2 separate regions of the Manis pentadactyla genome follow, and region 2 is linked to region 1. Evidence: chromatin contacts called from public Hi-C data. All regions are on one chromosome and are shown on one strand. Each heading gives the region's core, a stretch centred on a gene start, on an enhancer-like site or on the middle of the called end of the contact. The rest is flanking DNA. Distances are from core to core; before and after follow the strand shown.

Evidence for each region. Hi-C and Micro-C count contacts between places; a contact is called where the count stands out from the background.
Region 2: a Hi-C map of skin fibroblasts shows a contact between it and region 1, with 4 times the contacts expected there. The contact joins the promoter of MPV17L2 here to the promoter of CIB3 in region 1. A contact is called at or near these places in 2 of 3 Hi-C or Micro-C datasets (fibroblasts and skin fibroblasts).

What each region holds. Positions count from the first base shown.
Region 1 is chr12:13,451,993-13,456,477 of mManPen7.hap1, forward strand. CIB3 (calcium and integrin binding family member 3) reads left to right here and starts at 1,627. Exons shown (of 6, transcript XM_036876159.1): 1 at 1,627-1,677; 2 at 1,901-1,935; 3 at 3,547-3,658. The coding sequence starts at 1,627.
Region 2 is chr12:13,685,046-13,689,764 of mManPen7.hap1, forward strand. MPV17L2 (MPV17 mitochondrial inner membrane protein like 2) reads right to left here and starts at 3,047. Exons shown (of 5, transcript XM_057489429.1): 1 at 1,654-3,047; 2 at 938-1,104; 3 at 177-253; 4 at 1-67. The coding sequence starts at 1,805.

The DNA of each region.
Region 1 (4,485 bases), core at 377-2,876:
GATCAACATTCCCACCAGAGTGATCCATCTGTTACAATTGATGACTTGGTGTACAATTTCACTCTTGGTGTTGTACATTCTATGGGTTTGGGCAAATATACACTGCCGTATATCCATCATTATATTCTCACGCAGAGTATTTTCACTGCCTAAAAGCCCTCTGCTCCACCTTTTCATTCTTTCCTCCCCAAAATCTTTGCCCACTTTTTTACTTGGTTTATTTGTCTTTTTATTGTAGACTTGTAAGAGTTCTTTATATATGCTGGAGACTAGTCCCATCCCAGATATAGTATTTGCAGATATTCTCTCCATTCTGTAGGCATGTACAGGTTTTTCGTGTGTGCATAAGTTTCATTTCCCCTGGGTAAATACTCAGCAGGGGATTGCTGAGTCGTGTGGTATGTGTATGTTGAGCTTCATAAGACACTTGCAACCCATTTTCCAGAATGGCTCTACCATTCTGCACTACCACCTGCATATGAGAGTTGCAGCTGCTCCACATTCTCATCAACGCTTGGTATTTTCAGTTAAAAAAAAAAAGTCCTCAGGGGTCCTTAGAAGCCTGATAGTAGTCACAGTTTACAAGATCACACACTTGGACAGAGATGATAGCTGATAAGGTGAGGCAGCAGGGAAGGAGTATGATAGTCCAGGCCAGGGAGAGTGGGGATGAGCATGAGGGAAAGACCTAAGAGCAGTTCAGGGGGTCCTAGGGTGTGGGGCTGGAAAAGGCTGAGCAGGAGAGGAAAGTGGAAGGACAGGCAAGGCCCTGAGCAAGAAGGGCACAGAGCACCCGATAAAGGACTTTGGACTCCCAGATGTTCTGCCCCAGAGGATTCTGGGTCTTAATAAATTGGCAGCTGTTGCATTGTGTCTACCTCTTCAGGACACATGGTGCACGTTAGCATGTGAAAGGCTCTGACAAATCCTGCAATAAAGAACTCTGGAGTTATTTAACCTACTTCTGGAACTTAGACCTTGAATTGCCTTTCTCAAGCCATAACATAATCATAATCTCCAGTGCACACCTTGAGACTTCATCTAGGTTGTTCCCTAGTATGCTGCCAGTGCTTAGAACTGGCTTATATCCAACTGTCAAATATTTTTATTTTTGGTTGCATTAATGATTTCATTAGATCATTAGAACAACTCTGTAAGGGGTAGGTACTAATAGAGCATAACTTTCATCTTACAAATGAGACTCAGAGAGGTCAAATGACTTGCCTAAGGCCATACAACTAGTGGGTGAAGAACTGGTACTTGAACTGAGGTATGCTTGCAGCTTTTCCACCATGCCACCTGTCTCTGGAATGTGCTCCATACCCTCCTGCCAACACCCCCCACCAGACTCACCCGGTGGTGGGAGATGTGGTCAGCTCCTCCAGGACTTCCTTCTGCCCTTCTCCTTGCCCTGGTGGCCGTGGACATCCTCTGGCTGTTGCCCAGAGAGCTGGGCTGTAACTTGATCTCCCCCAGCCTGGGGGTGACAGTGTGGGTGGGCGGGTGACAGCCAGGGCAGGGAGATTTGCCCAGACACTAGTACACGGCAGCCTGGCAACCCACATGGTCCAGAGGAGACCAGGGGCTTCAGGAGCCTGTTCCAGAATCTTGGCAGCGGTCTTCACCATGGGCAACAAGCAGACAGTCTTCACTCATGAGCAGCTGGAAGCGTATCAGGTAGGAGTGGGGGTCTGCGCCCTTGGTGGGTTTGGCAGCCTTGGTTACCTGGCCTGAGAAATGGGGACAGCATCCCTTTGTCCTGGGCGTGCAGTCAGCAAGGGATCTTGGTGCAGCTCTGCATGCAGCACCTGGCAGAGATGGGTGTGGGGTGGGCGGGGAGAGGAAAAGGGTGCCCAAGGCAGGGTCTGGGTCTGGGTCAAGCCAAAATCTCTTTTTGCAGGACTGCACCTTCTTCACAAGGAAGGAAATCATGAGGTCAGTGTGGGGAGAGAGGGAGGAAGACACAGCAACAACTTTCTGTACCTTGCTGTAGGGTGTTTGCAATTTGACTCATTGCTTCGTGGCGGTTCAAGAGCTAATGCGAGCGTTGGCAGGCATGGTCAGTGGATGGAGGCAGACATGGGGAGGCTGAGAAGTCACATCTTGTCACATTGTCACAGCCTCTACTGATGAGCTTTCTCCCAAGGGCGATGGGGCAGTGTGCAGAGTGTGTGATGAGGGGAGAAACTGATCAGCATGTTAGAAAGATCCCCACTGTCCCCCACCCCGACCCCAAGGCCAAGGTGAAGAGGCTGCGATTGGCAGCTGGGAGCCCAGGGCCGGAGCCAGCTCTGGGCTGTGGGGCCAGCATCACGATGAGGGCGTGGGAAGGCAGCCTGAGGCTCTGCAGGCCCCTGGCATGAGCAAGACAAGCATAGATAGACGGGTATTCCACATCCCCGCCAGCCCATGGAGCCATTGTCCAGAAGCCCCCATCCGTGAACTTGGAGCTGTGAAATCCAAGCTGGCCAGGTTTCGGCTGCACAGGGATCAGGGCCAAGGCGCCATTGTCTGGGTGAGGCCAGCTCCCGGGTCACCCTGGCCATCACGATCGGATTACTGATGGGGAAACTGAGGCTCGGACAGGGGAGGCAGTCCCTGGCTCTGAAGCTGGGTGGAGCCCCAAGGAGTTTGAGGGCTGCCATTTCGTCTGTGCCAAGTTTCTAGTTCACAGACATACTAACCAAGGCTCAGAGGGGAAGAGGGCCTCGCTCGAGGCCATGCAGAAATCCTAACCCCAGGTGTTCCCTGAAGGGATTCAGATGGGGAACTGGATGCTCAGGTGTGAAATTCCAAATGCCCACTGTGCCAGTTCCTGGCCACCACGTGACCCGGGGGCTCCTGTCCCCTTCTGAAAGTCCCTAGTGCTGGGGCACCTCTGACTCCTCAAGGGTGGTCTCCACACGGCTGCTTGGCACAGCCTCAGTGATGGTGGGGCATCACCAGTGATGGCATTGGACTGGAGAGCTGGTAGTGTGGGTGGCATTTGGTGTTTTGCAAAAATGCTTTATTCACCCTTAAAAAAACTTGAGTATTAGCCTTTTGTCTTTGCTCTGCCCCATTGGGGAAACCCTGCCTCCAATTATAGAGAGAAGGAAAATGTGAGGATGGGGGTCTTTAGAGGCAGAGGCTTGCTGACAATGTGCTGATGCCCACAGATTCATGTATTAGTTCAGACACTCTGAGTGCTCGATGTGAAATGACCTTGCTGTAAACACTCTCCCTTCTGCCATCCCTATCTGCCTGGGAAGCTCCTACTCATGCTTGAAGGCCCAGCACCAATGCCCCCTCCGCCAGGAGGTCCCTTCTCCTCCCACTCGCGTCTCCCTCAGCTCTTGAGCCTTCTCTCCCTCCACCTTGGTGCTGTTCCCAGCGAGGAAGAAGTGCCTGTGTCTGGTCATGTATGTTTGAGGGCTGGGCCCAGGGCTGATAAGCTTTTGGGGACCCAGCATCCTTCAGTGTGGAGTGAGCAGCTGAATGAGAGAGGAAGGACAAGGTCCTCTCCCACCTCCCAGCCCTTCCCAGTATTTCCCTCCCCCACACCAGGCTCTTCTATCGCTACCAGGACCTGGCGCCCCAGCTTGTCCCTCTTGACTATACCAGCTGCCCTGACGTGAAGGTGCCCTATGAGCTCATCAGCAGTATGCCTGAGCTGAAGGTATGTGTGGACCATGGGGAAGGTAGGGGAGAAACAGTAGGGATGTCTCCTGCTGAATTCCTATGAGGTGGGTGCATTTTACAGATGAGGAAACGGGGGTTCAGAGAGGTTAAGATACCTGGTCATGGCCACACAGCTAGGATGTAACAGAGACAAGATCCAAACCCTAGGTTGCCAGAAGGATGAGATGACCTAATGCAGGTAGAGCTGCACGGCAAGTTCTCAGGGAACATAAGTTCTTCTCCATAACAAGAGATACTAAATGCAAGTTTTTCTTAGTTGGATGTTCAACACAGTTTGTGTCTCTGAAGGGGACTTGTGGAGTAAGTGACTGAGTAGAGATTATTTCATCACAAGGGACAGAAACCTCATTCAAGAAGGACAAAATGGATTGGCTCGCATGAGCAAAAAATCCATGGGCTGGACCAGTGCCAGGTACTGCTGGAAGCAGGGTCTCTGAAGATGTGCTCGGGAGTCCCCCTCCATCTCTCGGCTCCTCCCAGGAGGAGGTTTCAGCTGCAGGCAGCCTGTCCTCCTGAGGCATCCAAGGGAACCTCCAGGGGCTCTGGATTTCCTGGTCAGCGTTGCCGTCAGGAAAAAGCATGTCCCTCCGTCCCAGTTTTTCAGAAAAAGCCTCCCATTCTCTGATTGGCCAGTTTTAGTCACACGCCCCTCTCAGAGCCAATCATGGCTTCCAGTGAATGGAAATCTCCGGCCTCTCCTGCCAGCGCGGTGAACGCCGCCCGGACCACAGGGTCGACAAGGGGAGTCGCCCTAAGGCCTCTCCGGGACATGGGAGGGAGAGAGCCTTGGTAGGGGGCGTACCT
Region 2 (4,719 bases), core at 1,797-4,296, 230 kb after region 1:
CTCGGAACTGGGGAGGAACGAAGAGGAAGTTCACCAGCTGCGCAGCTGGCCACACGCACCAGTCGGCCTGCAGGGAGGGGCGGAACGTGGTGAGGGGCGGGCATTGAGGGGGAGTGGCCTGAGGTGGAGAGGTAAAGACAAGGGGCAGGGAATAGGGGGTGGGCGGGCACGCCTACCTTGTAGAGTTCCCAGAACTTGTTCCTCAGCTCCTGGCAGCTCTCGCCCATGGTCTGGCCCTCCAGGCAGCCAAGACCTGGGAAGGAAACCGAGAAATGGGCACGTCAGAAGCTGGGGAGTAGGGATGATACAGTGGGTAGGGTGGGTTCCCTAAGGGACTGTTCCAGGCAGAGTAACCAGGACATGTAAAAGCCCTACTGTATGCCACAGTTGAATGGCTGGCGTGGGTAACAATGCAGAACAAGTGAGTCCCAGGAGGGGGAGAGGTTATAAGTAAACACGTGCCCTGAAGGATGTAGTCATCCTTTCAGGATGTCCCAAGGGTGTGATTTATTTCCCTCACAGATGAAGATATTGAGCCTGGGGAGTGGGGAATGGGTGACCATTCACAGAGTCAAAGGCTGGGGTGACTGCACCCCATGAACCCTATCTTCGTCAACTTTTCCTTCAGCCTCAGGACCTTTGCACGGGTGGTTCCTCCTGCCTGCTGGCTCCTCTTCAAGTCTCAGCTGAATGCCCTCTCCTTTGGGAATCCTCCCAACCACTGCCCCAGGCGTACCCAATCAGACACTATCCTCGTCCCTACTTAGAACTATTCATGTACCTGCCCCCACTGGGTCTGTCCTGTCACCACCGGGGCCCGGTCCCCAGTCCCAGTGGCACACATCAGAAATGTGCCTCGGCATCCTTCTTAACACAAAAGTGGCTCTGCCCCTCCCGACCTATGAGAGGCAAAACCCAAATTCAAGGGGCTCCTTACCTAAGAAGTACCAGACCCCCAGCATGGGAGAGGCCACCAGCTGGTCGATGAGGACCTTCCTGAGAACGTTTGGGAGACTACGGAGGCCAGATGTGGGGAGCAGGTGGTCCAGCCAGAGGTACCAGTAGTGCAGGAAGGGGCCCATGCTGCAGCCCACCGCAAACATGCTAGCTGAGGGCAGTCAGAGAGTCAGGAGGGCCACCTCAGACCAGCAAGCCCCCCATCCACCCCCTTCCTGGTAAACCTGACAACCTCCCAGAGTCCACTCGTGCATTCTTCCATTACATGCTCCACCGTCAGGCGCCATTCCAGTGACTCCTCTCCTATTTTTTCGCCTCATCCCCCCACCACCCTGCTAGGGTATTCTACCATTGCCCCAATTTCCAGAGGAAGAAACAGGCATAATGAGTTGGAATGTGGGGCCAGGGCACAGTCCCAGGCGGGGACAAGACACCATGGGTGGGGATGGCCAGAACCCCCTGGTATGTAAGGGGCTGGAGACCCAGAGTGAAGGGGACAGAGACCCAGGGGTAGGAGGGGGGGCGGAGACCAGGGGTTACGAGGGTAGTAGGGGATGGAGACCCTGGGGTGGGCTGTCACGGTCTAGAGTGCACGCCGAAGTCAAGAGAATTAAGGCCACCGGTCAGGGGTCTCCGAAGTCGGAGGTCGGAGTCAAAGATCCCCGGGGTCAGGACCAGCAGCGCCGGCTTCCTCACCTGAGCGCCGCAGGTTGAACTTCTGGCCGGGCCGGGCGCGCCTCTCCCAAGACTGGCGCGCGCCGTCTCCGGCCGCCATGAGAGCGCCGCAGCTCAGCGTGTTGGTGACAAGCAGCGCACGACCTTGGAACAGCGGTTGCCCGGCGGCCCATAGGCCGCGTAGCCGGCGCCAACAGCCGGAAGCCATCGCCCGCACGGTTCCAGGAACCGGCGCCCGGAATGCCAGCCCCTTGCAGTCCTCGCCGATAGCATGTCTTCGCGAGCGACGGCAATCTTACTGGCCAATCACTGACCGCTCGACGCTCCACTTTCCCCGTCCCGAGAGTTATTAGCCAATAAAAAACCGTTATTTCATTCCAGGTCCAATTGCTGAACGAAGACACACTTTCTTCCGCGCCTTACGGACCAATCACAAATAAGTGTCGCGCCACTCCTCGCTTGCCAATTACTCACTTTCCTTGTTTCCCTGCCCCTTTCTGTGCCAGTCTATGGGTAACCGTCGCCATACTACAGGCCCAATATTGTATTGGCCAATTGCAGCCCAGCACTACGCTAGCAAATCACTGCCTGTCATCCCGCCTCCCATGTTAAGATGGCCAATCACAGACAGTTACTGCCTCTCCCGTCTAGCTGTCCTCCAAATTTCCAGGTTCTCCCAGAATTCCTAAGGGCTCTGACCTGCGTCCAGGAGCGCTACCGGGACGGAAGTCTAATCCCGCAACGACTATGTGGCGTGGGATATAGTTCTCTTGCGCGCGCAGCCTATTTTTTGAAGTCAGGTCCAGACATTGACCTTAGTCCTGACTTCAACTGGGCATATGACCTCAATTCCAGGATAACAACAGTTAAAACGTTAGGCATTGTTCCGGACACATCACCTGCAACTCCACCCGCCGAGTTGCTGCACAACTATATCCCCATTTAACCTCCTGTGTTCCTGTAGGGAAAAGGTGAGTTTCAATGGAAACCTATGCAAACGGAAACCCACAGGAGCAAGGAGTCGCAAACTACTGCACGCGGGCCAAATTCTGTTACTGCCTGTTTTTGTGAGGCCCACAAGCTAAGAATGTGTCTTATATATTTTTTTAAATGGTTAGGAAAAAATCAAAGTAATATTCTGTGATGTAAAAATTATATGAAATTCAAATTTCTGAACACATAAATCTATATTGGAACAGAGCGCTGCCCATCTGCTTCTGTATTGCCCGCTCTCTTAACTTAGATGAGTAGTTGGAAAAAAGACTAAACTATTTACTATTATGGCCCTTTCCAAAAAATATTTTTGCTGTTTGTTAGAGGACAACCTTCAGGATATTCCGATTTTGAATCTATGGGTGATATTTTATAAACTCTGTAGTTATAACTGATAACAGCAAAAAATAATTCTTGCCTACAAGACATGCAAATGAACTGTCTAGTGGAGAGACACTCCTAATTTTTGGCACCAGTTTTTATATTCATTGTCCTAATTTTCTGTTGTTTGAATTTCTTTTGAAATGGTTTTAACACCTGACCAGTTCTCCTCCTTAATAATGAGTTAAAAGTGATTTTTCACATGTGCTCATTTTTATATCTGTACGAGTGTCATGATTTTACCTTTTCTTTTGGAAAAATTATCCTTCAGCACTTCCTATTGCTGTCAGTACCACAGCTGGTATTCCAGGCACCAGATTTTACATAATCTTGGTGGGAAACCTCCAAAATGGCTAAAAGTCAAATTAATCATGTTAGGCAGGAAAATAGATAGGAGCGGGGTGGAGAGAGAATAAGGTCAGTAAAGCCCACTTAAAAGGACTCAGAACTAACCAGATAAAACTAGGGAGCCAGAAATGGCTCTCAGAGTTAATCAGTTAATCAGCTGAAGTTCCCAAGGCCAGGAGTAACTTGAAATGAATGTCTGCATACTCCCCAGATAAAGAAAAGTATCCGATGGCAGCCCATGTCTTCATTGTATCAATTAGATCATGTCAGTTGTAAAATCTATTTAGCCTGCAAAAAGATCCAGCTTATTCTTTAACTTAACCTATATGCTGTTTTTTTCCTCTTCCTCCAGCCCCTAATCTAGTAACTTTGTAACCATGGCAGGAGACAGACCTCAGAAGTCTAAATAATCTATGTGGAGAAAAAATGCTGAAGTCTCCAACTAACATAGTCACCCTATTCTTAAGACAAAACTTCAACGGAATTATGAATAACCTGTATACATCATGCCTTATGCTGACCCTTATCCAAAACGGCCCTATAAAACCCCAGACCCCAAACCCTTAAGCGTGCCTCCTTCTTTCTGAGCTTGCCTGTTGATAAAGTGAAGGTTCCTTCACTGGCCCTAATCAGCCGGCTCACTACCCACGTGTGGGCAATATGTTGTTATTGACTCTATATAAAGAGCTCCGCCCAGTGCTCTGGGAGACACCGTGGCACGGCTACAAGGCTGCAAGAGAGCAGAGGCTGGAGTGGTGGCAGGGCTGAGGACAGAGACTAAGATGGCTGCATAGGTAGACAGGCCCAGAGGCAGAGACCGGCTTGCTTCATGCAGACTCGCTCTGAGTGGATGGGATTCTAGTGACTGACCTGCCACCGTGGAAATAAAGTTGGATATAAACCTTTCACCTCAGGAACATTCTACTGAATGGTCACACTGAATCCATAGCGAACTTGCCCGGGGCTGCAACCCTTTGGCAAGACATTGCCCATACCTGCGGGCGGGAGGTGGGTGGCTGGGGGGCGGTTGAAACAGAGCCAGCGAGGAGCTCCCCAGAACTTGTAGGAGGTCGGGGCTCGCGCAGAGGGAAGGAGCGGAGCGGCGGCGGCGGGCCCCGAGGACCGCTCTGCGCGGCGGTACCAGCCCGAGAGCGCCGGGCGCAGGTGCCCGGCCCCGCGCCGCTGCCCTCATGCGGCTGGAGACGCCGCCGCCCGCAGCGCGGCCGCTCGCTGTCCGCCTCGAGGGACAAATTTTTCCCACACCCGACTCCAGCCTCGACCCAGACCGGTCGCGCGTCGCCTTCGTCGGGAGCCGTCCGCGTACAGCGAGCGCCTGTCGGGCGAGAGGACCGAGCGCAAAACACA